Linked DNA regions of Zea mays: region 1 is linked to region 2. Evidence: chromatin contacts called from public Hi-C data. All regions are on one chromosome and are shown on one strand. The core of a region is the stretch at or near the end of the contact, and the rest is flanking DNA. Distances in the headings are between cores, read along the strand shown. Region 1 holds the start of LOC100274457 (putative DUF231 domain containing family protein). Region 2 holds the start of LOC100382870 (NADH dehydrogenase [ubiquinone] 1 alpha subcomplex subunit 8-B).

Region 1 (6,162 bases), core at 3,253-5,752, 400 kb after region 2:
CTTTTGCTTCAGAAGCGCATTTTATCACAATTGTGGCTACAAATCAAACACATGCTAACTTAGTCAAATTTGTCCAATTTTAGGCGTGACAAACTATGATAAGCGAGACAACATATACACTCGCGACATGATACTCAGGGTACGAAGTTTTGAGTCATAGCAGTGAACGCAGGGGCGAAGCCAGAATTTGAGTTTGAGGGGGGTAAATCAGATTGAGGAGGCTGTTAAAAGGTATTTTATATTATTTACATGGTGATTAGCTAAAAAAGTAGTAGTTCCTATGAAATTTGGGGAGGATTAGGGGGGACGTTGCCCCCCTCTGCCCCTCCCTGGAATCGCCCCTGAGTGAACGAGTTTTCATGTATGCTTTTCACACGAAATCGAAGAATTTTTGGTGGTAATAAAGAGACCACCGAAAGTTAACTGTTACAGATCCGTTAAAATGTTAAGTTATTTGATAATGTCATAATAGTGAGTAAACATCTATGTTAAAATGGTTTCATGACAAATTATAAAATGTGGTTGTTTCGCTGTGAGAAATACACCAGCATAGATTAGGGGTTGCGTCTTCGATAATCCACGCCATGGGATACATTATTCATCTTAGGATTTTGCACCTGCTTAGTTGAGCTTATTACTTGCTGTAATTACATTTTTGCTTGTGCTTTATTAGTGTGGCTGTACTATTCCTAAAGTAGCTTAGATTAGTTGATAAGGTTTGTCTCCAGGTCGCAAAAAGCTCTATGGATTTGGATAGTAATTAGAGAACAACTTAAATGGACACATGCTATTAGTTGTTTTAATTTATCTAGTGTAGTTTTTAAGTAAAATCATTTATTAAGCTTTTAGCGCACGATCCATTTTACCTCTCTAATAGCTTGTTCGGTTAAAATAAATTAAAGGAGATTAAATATCTTGCCAGTCAAAATTAAATAAAAACATATTTGATCCCTCTTAATACTCTTCGATCACTATGCAACCGAAGAGAATCTAATATATAGGGTTCAAGACCCCATTTTCCACGATTCAAGAATAGGTGATGATGGGAATGATAAAATTCGTGCTAGGTCGTTGTATTGGGCATTCATTCTTAGATTAGATGTGCTTTGAGTAAGAACTAAAGCAAATGTTGGTTGTTGTACGAGTTCAGCCAGACTCCATGTGTTCTGCATCTGGCCAACCTATATGACGGGAGATGCTCCCTAGCTGCGTTCTAACAGAGCCTGGTTGAGGTGTGCCTTTTGCATGCCGTGAAATGATATACTAACTAAACATAGGATGCTTTAAGACTCCACGGATGCAGCTGCATGAGAATAGCATGGAATCAAACACACGGTTAGTAAATAGATTGTTGCAGCCCCACTTTTGGGTTAAACAAAGTAACACTCTTTTCAATTCAGTTGCAAAGCTAATACTACATCACAAAACATAGTATCAAATATGCATTCTGTATATTTGCAAAAAAAAACACTATTTATGTAGAAGCTCTACTTTGGCGCCCTGAAACAAAGAGAAGTTAAAATGCACGGCGTGAGCAAGTATGAGACTTGTTTTTCTTTAAAAGCACGACAAGAGAATTATCGTGGCTGAAATATATTATATAGGGAAAAAACCACCTACAAAAAAGGACAAGAAAAAAAAGGGGAGGAGGAGGACAACCAAAGCCACCCACCCCAAAAACAAAACGACACACAGACAAAAAAAAAATACACACACTAGCACTCAAACACTGCAGCAGACCGTTGATAGAAAATGATCTATTTGATGAGGTGTGGAACTGCCGGAACTTACTTCTCCAAATTCTGGAAAGTTTTTCTATTTCTGTCTTTCCAAATCTTCCACCAGACATAGATCATGGGGCCGTCAGAACCTACACTCATGCTTCACAACTTTTAGCCGAATATTTCCCCACCATTTATACAATCCTTGTCGGTCCACGCTATGGAGAGCATTAAGATCGAACCAAGGGAGTAAAAGGTTCAAAACATCCTTGGTGAACACAAAGTCTTTGAACAGATGGTCAATATTTTCGGGCTTTTGCCCACATAGCTTGCAAATTGGGGCATGCAACCAACCCCGGCGCAACAAATTGTTTGGCACGAGAATTTTCTAATGCAGCAAAGTCCATAAGAAACGATATTTAAGTTCTGTTTTTGCCCTCCAAATTGGCAGGAGCCTAAGCCTAGACAGATTGCTCTGGGCAAGGTAAGCGCTTTTAATAGTATACACGTCGTCATCCGGACTCCGGAGTCCACCTCCAACTTATATGGGAAGTATGACGTATGGAAGGTTACGAAACTTGCCCCAACTTATATGTCAGTGCGTGCATTCCTTTAATCCTTTTGTGTATAACCCTTAGATTCGTAAGTAGCCAAGGGTACGTAGCTTGTTGCATGCAAAGCAGAAGATCTACTATCTATTGCGAAAAATGGGGCGTCCAGTACAATTGTGCAAATGCCATGTACGTTCAATTGATGCCGAGATTGTACGTTCTTCACTTTTATTTAAACGTTATCGACGCATTTCTCCCGCCAACTAATTGTGTATACTCCTGTGATGCAACGACGTCACAATAGTTTTACACACAAACACAACGAAAAAAAACGAATGGCTGGCGAGCTGCTAGGTGTACAGTTGGATTTGGATGACTTTCTTCTGTGTCGATCGCGGTGTCACTGCTATTTGTAGAAGAGGAGTGTGTAGAAGAGCTGGTTCCAGGTGTCCGGGAGGCCGGGAAGGCACCAGTGGCTGCAGTCAACGGAGCCGGCGCCGGGGTTGGCGCGCTGCGCCGGCGAGAAGTCGCCGCTGTATGCCGACGGGTGCGCGTCCTTCCGCATCGCCGACAGCGCCGTGATGTCGAGGAGACGGACGGGGCTCTTCATGCCCCGCAGCACGGCCTGGATCACCTGGTCCTGGCCCGAGGCCTGGCCGGTCGAGTTGAGCCCGGTCGCCGGTGCCGTCTCGCCGTAGCAGTTCTTCGACACCGGGTTGGGCCATTCCTTCGAGCTGGTACAGCGCACAGTCGCACACACAGCACAAAATGGCCGAAATAAAAGGCGATGAACGAACTGATCGAATAAAAAAAAAAGACACGACAGGACACGTGCCTGAACATGCGTATGCGCGTCCGGACAAGGACGCCGCTGGGCTCGTGGAGTCACGGGTGAGATGAGAATAGTACCTGTAGTGCGTGGGCGACATGGACTGGAAGAAGACACGGGTCTTGGCTTGATCGAGGTTGAGGTCCACCCAGCTGGCCCAGGTGGTGAGGCCGCGCTGGAACGCCACCGTGCGGTCCATGTCCTCGTAGTATCGCCCAGACTCGCCCATGTAGTCCCACCTGCATCCACCGACCACCAAGCACACTCTCACTACAGACCGGAGGGGATTGCCATGTGCAGTTCTACTCTACCGTCCGTACCCCTGCATCGAGCCGGTGTGCGTCCACCAGTGGCCGGAGTTGAAGGAGAGCACGTCGGCGTCGCGCCACGACTCGGCGTTCTCGGAGATGTCGTCCAGCATCAGCACCCGCTTCCCCTGGACCACGTCGATGTCCACCAGGTACGGCGCGCGGTAGAAGGATACCGTCACCTGGTACTCCTGCTCGATCGAGCAACGTGTTTAGATTAGATTAGATTAGGCCCCATCTCTTCGGCCAAGCAGCCTAGCTGGTACATGTGTTTACACATGACATACCAGGAACTTGTAGGTGTACAAAGGGTCCGCGGAGACGAGCTGCGCCGGCGACTGCGGCGCGGCGGCGTGCAGCAGGCAGACGAGCGACTCCCACTGGTTGCGCCCCAGCGAGTCGCCCACGAACATCACCGTCTTCCCCTTCATCCGCGTCAGGAAGTCCGCGCCATCGAACCTGCAGGTGCACGCAGACACAGTACAAGCTAAGTAATCAGGGCGGCGCTCACTGCCACTGGTTGCCGTGGGTTCATGAGGCATGGCTGGCGCTCACGGCCACGTACGTACCTCGGTAGCTCGCAGCCGGCCGGCTTCCAGAGGTACCGGAGGTAGTCGGAGTCCGGGCGGCCGTAGAGCTGGCAGTTGAACTCCGCGTCGATGAGCGGGCAGTTGTACCCGGTGTACGCCGCCGAGGCCGAGCTACCGCCGTCGAGGACCCAGCTGCCGCTGAAGACGTCGCAGCCGCCGGCGGCCAGCCCGGGCGTGGCATCGTGCCTGTGGCGCCGCGCCAGGCCGACGGAGAGCGCAGAGGCTGCCGGGAGAGAGAAGGCGTGGAGCAGGATGAGGACGGAGGAGGACAACGCGACGACGCCGAGGACGGCACTCTTCCTGCGGGACGGCAGCATCGTGGCAAACAAAAGAGAAGAGAACGGAAGCAAAGCCGTCTTTCTGATGGCCCCTTTATGCTGCTGCTCGGTTCATCGTGTAACCACGAGTCCAGAATCCAGATAGCCGCGAGTAATCTATCTAGCTGCGCTAATTCTCAGGAGTTCGATTGAAGAGGAGGTGTGCATGTGAGGGTAAGAATTGCCGCTAGACCCCGACTGGAGTTCACGTGAGCGTGTTCGAGATCTCGTAAGTAGTTTGCACCCGTATGGAATCCGTGGATTCGTTGCCTTGCCCGGTTTGCCCTTCGGCGTACGTCGGTGTAGGAACATCCAAAGATTCGCAGCCATGGAATTCGTGCTTTCTTGGAAATGGAACATACTTTGCATATCTCGTTTTCAAAGGGCCAACTAGATAGATGGCCATATGTTATTACGGTTTCCATTTATATCTGAGTATATAGAGTATATACCACGAAAACACATGTGTTTTGTTGGTTTATTCTTATCCCATGTTCAGTTATTCCTATCTCATTTGGATTGCATGATATTAGAAAAAATTTTATAAAAGTTTTTGACTTGTTCGGAACTGAAACTCATTCAATCTCATCCAATTCATATGAATTGAGACCAAAACAATTAAGCCCTTAGGTGGGTGTGAATGCTGATTTGAAGCCAATAACCACGGTTCGAATTCTTATTTGTGCATAGTTTTAGCTTTTTAAATGTGGAGGTGTTGAATTTATGATCCAAATTCTGAAGAAGGCTGCAGGAGATCGTCACCTCATTGTAAATCTCTTGTGATATGTAATCACCCAAAAAATAGTGATATTGTTACTGGCCGGCGACCGTGGTTTTTTTTTCTTCGCTTTGGAGGAGTTTTCCACGTTAAATCTGTGTCTTCTCTGTTTTTGATCTACTTTGCGTCGTATTGATTCATAACAGGAGGAGCACGAAAAAGTTAACATAATAGAAGAGGATGTTACTACGGTTTCCATTTATATTTAACTATATAGTATAAAACATAAAGACATATGTGTTTTATTGGCTAGATGGGTTTAGAGTAAACAATCATGGTTCAAATCACAATTGATGCATCATCTATAACATATGGTCCAACCGAATCAGCCAGCTGACCATCCAGTTTAACCAGCTCACTATACCGTAAAAGGGGACGTATCTGGTGCAAACCAACCCCTCCGTGCAACCGTGCAAACTTTCAATCTAAACCACATGATGTTGATCCAAGGGCACGTGCGGGGGAGTGGGAGGGGGGATTTGAAAAAGTGTGATTAGCAGCGGGTGGTTAAGTGTAAAATTATCCACGCCCCTGTGTTCCTTGGATCAATAGCCCAGATTAGAAGTTTGACAGTTGCACGAATGAGTTGGTTTGCACCAGATACGTTCCCACCGTAAAAACGGGTCCACAATTAGTTTATACGCCGATTCAGTTGAACGACAATTTCCTTTTACATCTCTTATTAGGTGGGTTCCACATTTTCGACCGCAATACTTGTTTGTAATCATTCTCCAATATCACGCTCTCATCTCTCTAAGACTTTCTCGGCTGCTTCCATTCGACATAAGAGAAACACCAAATATAACATCGATTGGAACATTCGGTTATTTCATTTTCCAAAAGATATCTAGAAAAAAGATGAAACATGTTATCTAGAATTATAATAGGCTTAAGTCATTTACTCTTCTGTTTAGATATTCTACACACAACCATTAAGTAATTTAACAGATTCCAAACACTAGAATCATTACAATGTTGACATAAAACTTCACAAAGGTGCAATACTAAATCGTCATACTATTGTTTTGGAAACATAATTTCAACATTAAATCATCATTTGATAGCATG
Region 2 (6,667 bases), core at 3,442-5,941:
AAAAAGACGGCATCGCGAAGGGCCACGCAGCTATCGTCTCTCGCTGAAACGCATTGACGCCTTCTCACCTCAGAACCAATCGCCCGTTCGCTGGCAAGCGCCAATCCAGCAACTGCAACACAATCACCAACTTCAGACGACATGATGTACTCCCTCCGTCCAAAACAGTGCAGGACTCCCAACAAATATAAATCTGACCAAATCTATTTGAGGAACATTATTAATATTTATAATAAAAAAACGGTACATGACTCCAGCAATTTTAAATTTGACCAAATCTATTAGAGGGAACATCACTAACATTTATAATACGAAATAAACATTATAATAAATATCATCAAATGCATAAATAGTGTTTCTTTTCTGTAAACATAATCAAACTTAGAAAAGCTCAATTGTTGAAAACCTATGCATTTTTTTTGGGACGGAGAAAGCACATTGTAGTGGTATAGCCTTGTGACAGAAACAAGGTCTAGAAAAGGATATCAGATTAATATCTTAGCACACCCAGGACAGAAATAACGGCAAGTCTGCCAAATGTATTCTGTGAACCACTAGGTGAAAACATCATCATCATCACCATTCACCATCTTAGAGCATACGGCTAAGTCACTTCAAGTTTGAAAAAAAAATATTGAGGGGGACAATTGTGGTGAATAGCTCCTTGGTGTGCTATTCATCCACCATTAAAAATTCCATGAGGACAACAAACATGGGAGATCATGAACTCGGTTTTTCAGCCTTTCTTTCCTTATTTGCAAAGATCCCTGGAAGTAAAGCTCTCAAGATCTACTCGGAAATGGGGCAGGATTCCTCAAAAGCTTGCTGCTCCTTACGGCAGAAGTCGAATTCGTTGGTGTAGTAATACATGCAACCAGCATATTCATCCATTTCCTTGGGACACTTTTGATGAAGTTCTTTCAACCTGGGAGTGTAAATATTAGTAGTCAAAGATGGCATAGGAAGGACAGAAGTGATATAAGTTTAATGGAAACCACAATGTTAAAGCAAACAATGTCGAACAAAAAAAAGGTTATACAAGGGAATATAACCTAGAAAATACATGTAGCGTTAACAAACAATGCTTAGAAAGAAGCTGTTATGAATCCTGCTGCGATGCGCATGACGGGGAGGCGTACACCACGAAGGGTGAGTTAGTAGGGTGGATCGAGTGGAGGAGCGCAGGGAATAGGGCACGCAGTGTGGCGGCTGAGGAATACGATCACCAGGGGGCGTGGGGGTCGCCACCGTGATCAAGCAGCCACCCACGCAGGTGCGACTTCTTTGATAAAAAAACCCTATTACAATCTGAGGCACCCTTATAGCTCCGGGGCCTAACAACTCAGGAGATTATTAAGGAGATAAGCTCCAGGGAACAACTCCGGAGATTATTAAGGACATAAGCTCCAGGGAGGATAAGCCTCCTTAAACTTCTCTAACACCCAGCCGCCATCTAACAAATGGTTGGGCCTAATTATTCTGGCACCTGGCATATTGCCGGCCCACAAAAGAGTCTATAACAGAAGCATACTCTACACATGCTATTCAACTAAAAAATAGCTACACCATTGGGTGGTAATCTGCACTTCATTTCAGAATTAGACAGGATAATAGGATGCCCCTCCCACAAAATACCCAAAAGAAAATGAAATTCCTGGTTGATTTTGGGATGAAAAGATAGGTCTGCATGTTATCAATTACTACATTCTAAAATATGTTGGTTTAGTTTTGTTCTAAATAAATCTTCTTTAACTTTGATTAGGTTTACCGAAAAATATATTCCATCTACAGTACCAAATAAATACAATAATACATTATCAAGACACATTTCAAGGTGGATTTAATGAAACTAACTTTATGTTGGATATTGGAGCATTTTTCTACAAACTTGGTAGAAATTAGAGAAGTTATACTTAAGACAAAACTAAAACAACCTACATTCTTTAACACATTGATTACCAAACAAGAAATAATAAAAACACATACTCAATGCCTCAACAAGTGTCGTATTGTTGAACATGCACTTCTTTGGTGCATGTTCTCCAGCTTTTAAGAATGACAGGTGGCCTATGCAACTCAATACTCCGGAATTGAGGATCTGGTAGATCTCAATAATATGTCAACACTGATAATGTACTTTTCTTTTTCTTACTTTATGTCCTGTGTAACCTATAAGCATTAACTCCCTGGTCTCAATGCCCAAGAAGAAGGAAAAGACAGCACTAATTCAACCACTTCAGGTTTCTAGTCGATAAATTGATAAACTATAAGGGGTTCATTTTGACAGGAGCCAAACAGAGTAAGATATCAAGCCAGGTAGAAATCACTAGTTCTTCATGTTATAAAAACATGTGAATATGTGATGATGTTGAATGAATTTGCGAAAGCCTTTTCTCATTCCATTTCCTCTCAATAAAATGTACTGTCTAAAAGAAAGTATAAAGTTGGTTAAGGCACCAACAGTTCCTCCATTGCGATTCATGGTGTTAACGCAGTGTCATCACCATCTTATCAATTTAAACTCAGTGTCATAAACTAGTATATCCCTGAAGGTGGATTCTTGTTGACTTCAGTGCAAATTTGCATTTCTGAGTCACTAGGGCAGACCCACTGCAGAGGTTCCCACAAGAGTGAGGTCTAGTGAAGGGATAAATTGAGGCTGAAGGGATAAACCGAGGCAAGCCTTCCCCCCACAAATGTGGAGAGGCTGCTTTGCACACGCGACCTGATGACTATGTGAGATAGCTCTCACCACTGCACCAGGCCTGCTCTTTATCCCTGAATCACTTGCTGTCATTATATTTAAATTCACTTGTTGTGGATTTTCCACAGTATAGTAGTGTACTCATGGTGACATATGATTTTCGGGCCACAGAAGAACAATCTAATCACAGGATGAGTATCAACGGTGGATAAAAATTTAACGAATGCAGCTCAGATCAATTAGGCAGAAATGTGACCTTAGCTGCAAACAGCAAGTGTCATCACGCTAATTTTCTTACTAAAGAGCAATGTGGAAAGCAATTGCAAGGAAGATCTACAAAGCAGAGAAGTTCTTAGCCTTCTACTGGAAGAAGTGGTTGTGTGGCACAACTAGGGTTTCCGGCAATTGGTTCTAGCTAGCCAAGCTTCCAGTTTGGGACAGTTGCACCAAATCAACCATTGTAAGATGATATGGTAGGTACCAGTTATATGCATTTTAGCTGTAACGACCAAGTACAGAGTTAAGGATTACAGTCTCTTGTTAGCTATAATTTTATCATCTTGGCAATGCTTTCTAAGGGCTTCACCTATTACATTTTCTCCTCCTGAAATCTATTTGATTATGGTCAATAAAATAATAGTCAAAATGAGATAAAGGAAAAACTAAAAGCAGTATGGTTCAAGCAAACGTGTACTGTTGAAAATGAGCATACCAGAAGCAGAATATGAACCTGAGACAACATTCAGATATAGAAAAGAATTTGAATATCAAGTAACAGAAATGTTACTAAGCTAAATACCAGGTTTTGTGTGCCTGTAGCCTTCCTATCATAGAACTTAAGGGGAACTCACTAAGGATATCGCAGTATTTATTGGCTGCAACTGCAAAGAAGGGCTGTTGTTTGGATGAAACCAACCTAAACAATCAAGGTACAAAAACCTTTGCTAAGTTTGATGGATGGCCCTGAATCCAAATGAGCTGTGAGCTGTCTAACAATGAACATAACCAGTTCAAAGTGCTCTAGCTAATCTGTCCAGCCCCTAGCGGGGGCTAAAGGCTACAGTAGCATCTGGCCATAGCTTGACATGTATAGGTTGCCGATTATTCTAATTTGCTAGTTCATTGGCTACAACCACGTATTAAAACCTGCCCTTATGGGCATGCTTGGGTCTTTTTAGTTTCCTTCTCGTCTTCTAAATATAATGACCCTCAGCTCTCATGCGCGTTGAAGAAAAAAAAACTAGTGCATCCTTGCAATGCAATAAAAAATCTCTAATACTGTATTATATATGAACATAATTCATAATTTTCTATCTTCGTCGAAGTTATCAAATCATGTCTCTGCATAGCATTTGCATATACTGCTGATGGTTACCCTGATAAGGGATGGCAAAAAATGCACACTAGTTACCAGATAAGCAATGCCAGGTAGCTGTTCAACTGTATCATCAGTAACCTCACAAACCGCTTCGCTAACGTACCGAAGCCTAAGGAACAGAATGATGGAAGCGAGTCCAATCGAGCAGCAGGGGATCGGACGGCGCAGGTAAGGGGAGAACGTGGCAGACGAACTCACAGGCTAAGGACGCAGCTTGTGACCTGGCGACCCTTCTCGAGGCACTTCTCAGGATTAGGGTCCTTCTTCTTGCAGTTGAGGAAGGCGACGTTCTCCGGGCGGCACCGGACTGCGATGTGCTTCGACGCTGCCATCAGCACCGACGACGTCGGGATCGGCTCCCCCAAAGCGTCTACGGGCGTGCTGCTCGCCGACATCGCTGCGTGCGTGGTGGCTTCGCCGGGGCTCCTGGTCTTGGAGATCTGGGGAAGGAAGTGGGAGAAGCCGAAGCGAGACGGCCACACCTGACGGGAAGGGAGGACGAGACGGACTGACCACTGACGGCAGGGATGAAGGTGGGGACAGGTGGTTCCTGCCTTCGTGGGCTTTACCTGGGCTCATTTGAAAGTTTTAGAGCAACCTACCAGGCCTCGAAAACCCTCGGTCTCGCGTAGAGGTAAATACTCGTCGGTTAGGAGCATTATATTCCGATACACCCATCACAAAAAATTATACGGATCCAATTATCCGTATACAATAGTGAGTATAAAATCTTACTCATACTCATGCCCGCACGGTTAATTTTACCTGTCGGGTAACCCGTACTCACTAAGAAGATCTCAAATTCTAATATTCTGATTACTCAAAATGTCAATAAATACAGAAAATAATTTCAACTTAAAATATAACAAACCATACGATTACATAACTTGATAGTTAAATAAATAATAGTCGAAGAAAGGTTTTATTTTAACCAAGATGGGCTTTATTAGATAATAATAGTGGTATTATACGGGTATATTTTACCCACGAGTATGTCGGTATGGGTAGTACCACCATATATGTCTATCCAACTGGTAGAGATTTTTGCCCAATAACATACCCACGGGTATAGAAATTATCCTATACCTACCTACATATCAGGTAAAATCAATCGTGTAGTCGAGTTTTGGGTACCCATTGTCATCCCTAATCTCGTGAGAGTCCCTATTTCTCAATTTCTAAGAAAAAAGTAGCTAAAACCAGTTTTTGACTGGTAAATATATACTGGCCTTATTTGGTTTGGTAAAATTACTGTGATTTCCACCACTTCCGGACCTATCCATGTGGTCTTTTTTTGGTTTCTACCCAATTTTAATATTTAATGATTATTTAAAAAATTCAAATATACAAATATGAGTTCAATCTATATCCAAAATTGACAGCAAAGAAAAATGAAGAGAATAATTGAATCAACTACTTTTAAAATAAAGTAGGGGTAAACTTGCTTTTGTCTAAGGAACTGGGTTTCAAACACACACATACACTTTTTTCATAAAACAGTTTACAGAAACTAGGGATGGAAACCAGTTTCTTATAAACCTTATAGGAGGTTGAAAATATACCATGTGTGCAAAATTGCATACAGGGAGTGGTATTGTACTTGTACATGTCAGGAAGGTTAACACTACAACATACCGACATGCAGGCATTCCAGCCAGGTGAGCAATAGAAAGCATGTGTGGGTTGTTTTTGCTGCAATAGCTCTTTCACGAGGCAATTGCTACTGGTATTACCTTATTCCACTGAGGTTGGAAGGGCAAATCCCTTGCGCTTTGTGCTCACCAGTCACCACACAGCCGCATGCCTTGCAAACGTTGGCTAGATCGGGCGTATTTCAAAGAGCCTCCGGACTCCGGTGGAGATGATTGCTAGAGAGCTCAACCGCACGCGATGGTAGCACACCTCGTTTCCTATGGGCCGGATTACAAACAAACTAGTGGGTTAATTAGCCTATAATCTACTAGGTGAGTGCCCGTGCGTTGCAACGGCAACATATAATATCGTAATGAATTATGTACAAATGTGTGTTTCATTGTTATAGTAATATGTTCGTGCTTTGAACATAATCATATTTGATACAAATAAAAAATATATGTGCTATACACATTTGGATCTTCTATACACATAGGTGAGTGCCCGTGCGTTGCAACGGAACCGTATAATAACACGATAACAATATATATTATAGGTATGTTCCCGTGCGTTGCGACGGAAGTAAAACATTTGTATGAAACATTGATACGGAACGACAAACATCACTATAATATGCAAATCCGTGTGGAAAACATTATCAATGTCACACAAATTATTTCTAAAAAGTTAATTTATAATTTTTAATTACAGACAAATGTGTCGACAACCGTACACTAATCAGCTAATCCTTTTTAGCGATATCGATAAGTCTCTGTTGTATATTTGCAGGGATGGCATATCGGCACGAATTATCCTCATAACTTAACAGATCAATCACAAAGTTCTTTCGAAGAGTCTTTGCATCCTACAGACAAAGACATAAGAGAACAAAACATATTATCTTGTAGAACGAGATAGCTGGAATGTAAGTTTTGAACATAAAACGAACGTAC

The links. A called contact is a pair of places that touch in the nucleus more often than the background predicts.
Region 1: a Hi-C map of ear shows a contact between it and region 2, with 2.2 times the contacts expected there. The contact joins the promoter of LOC100274457 here to the promoter of LOC100382870 in region 2. A contact is called at or near these places in 2 of 25 Hi-C or Micro-C datasets (ear and leaf).

The regions. Positions count from the first base shown.
Region 1 is chr9:143,817,906-143,824,067 of Zm-B73-REFERENCE-NAM-5.0, forward strand. It overlaps LOC100274457 (putative DUF231 domain containing family protein), which reads right to left and starts at 4,503. Exons shown (of 5, transcript NM_001148816.1): 1 at 3,979-4,503; 2 at 3,697-3,868; 3 at 3,422-3,600; 4 at 3,182-3,340; 5 at 2,474-3,006. The coding sequence starts at 4,316. The coding sequence ends at 2,679. LOC111590132 (a long non-coding RNA gene) reads left to right here and starts at 3,270. Exons shown (of 2, transcript XR_002749214.2): 1 at 3,270-3,561; 2 at 3,700-4,686.
Region 2 is chr9:143,416,911-143,423,577 of Zm-B73-REFERENCE-NAM-5.0, forward strand. It overlaps LOC100382870 (NADH dehydrogenase [ubiquinone] 1 alpha subcomplex subunit 8-B), which reads right to left and starts at 4,692. Exons shown (of 2, transcript XM_020544104.1): 1 at 4,281-4,692; 2 at 442-925. The coding sequence starts at 4,477. The coding sequence ends at 790.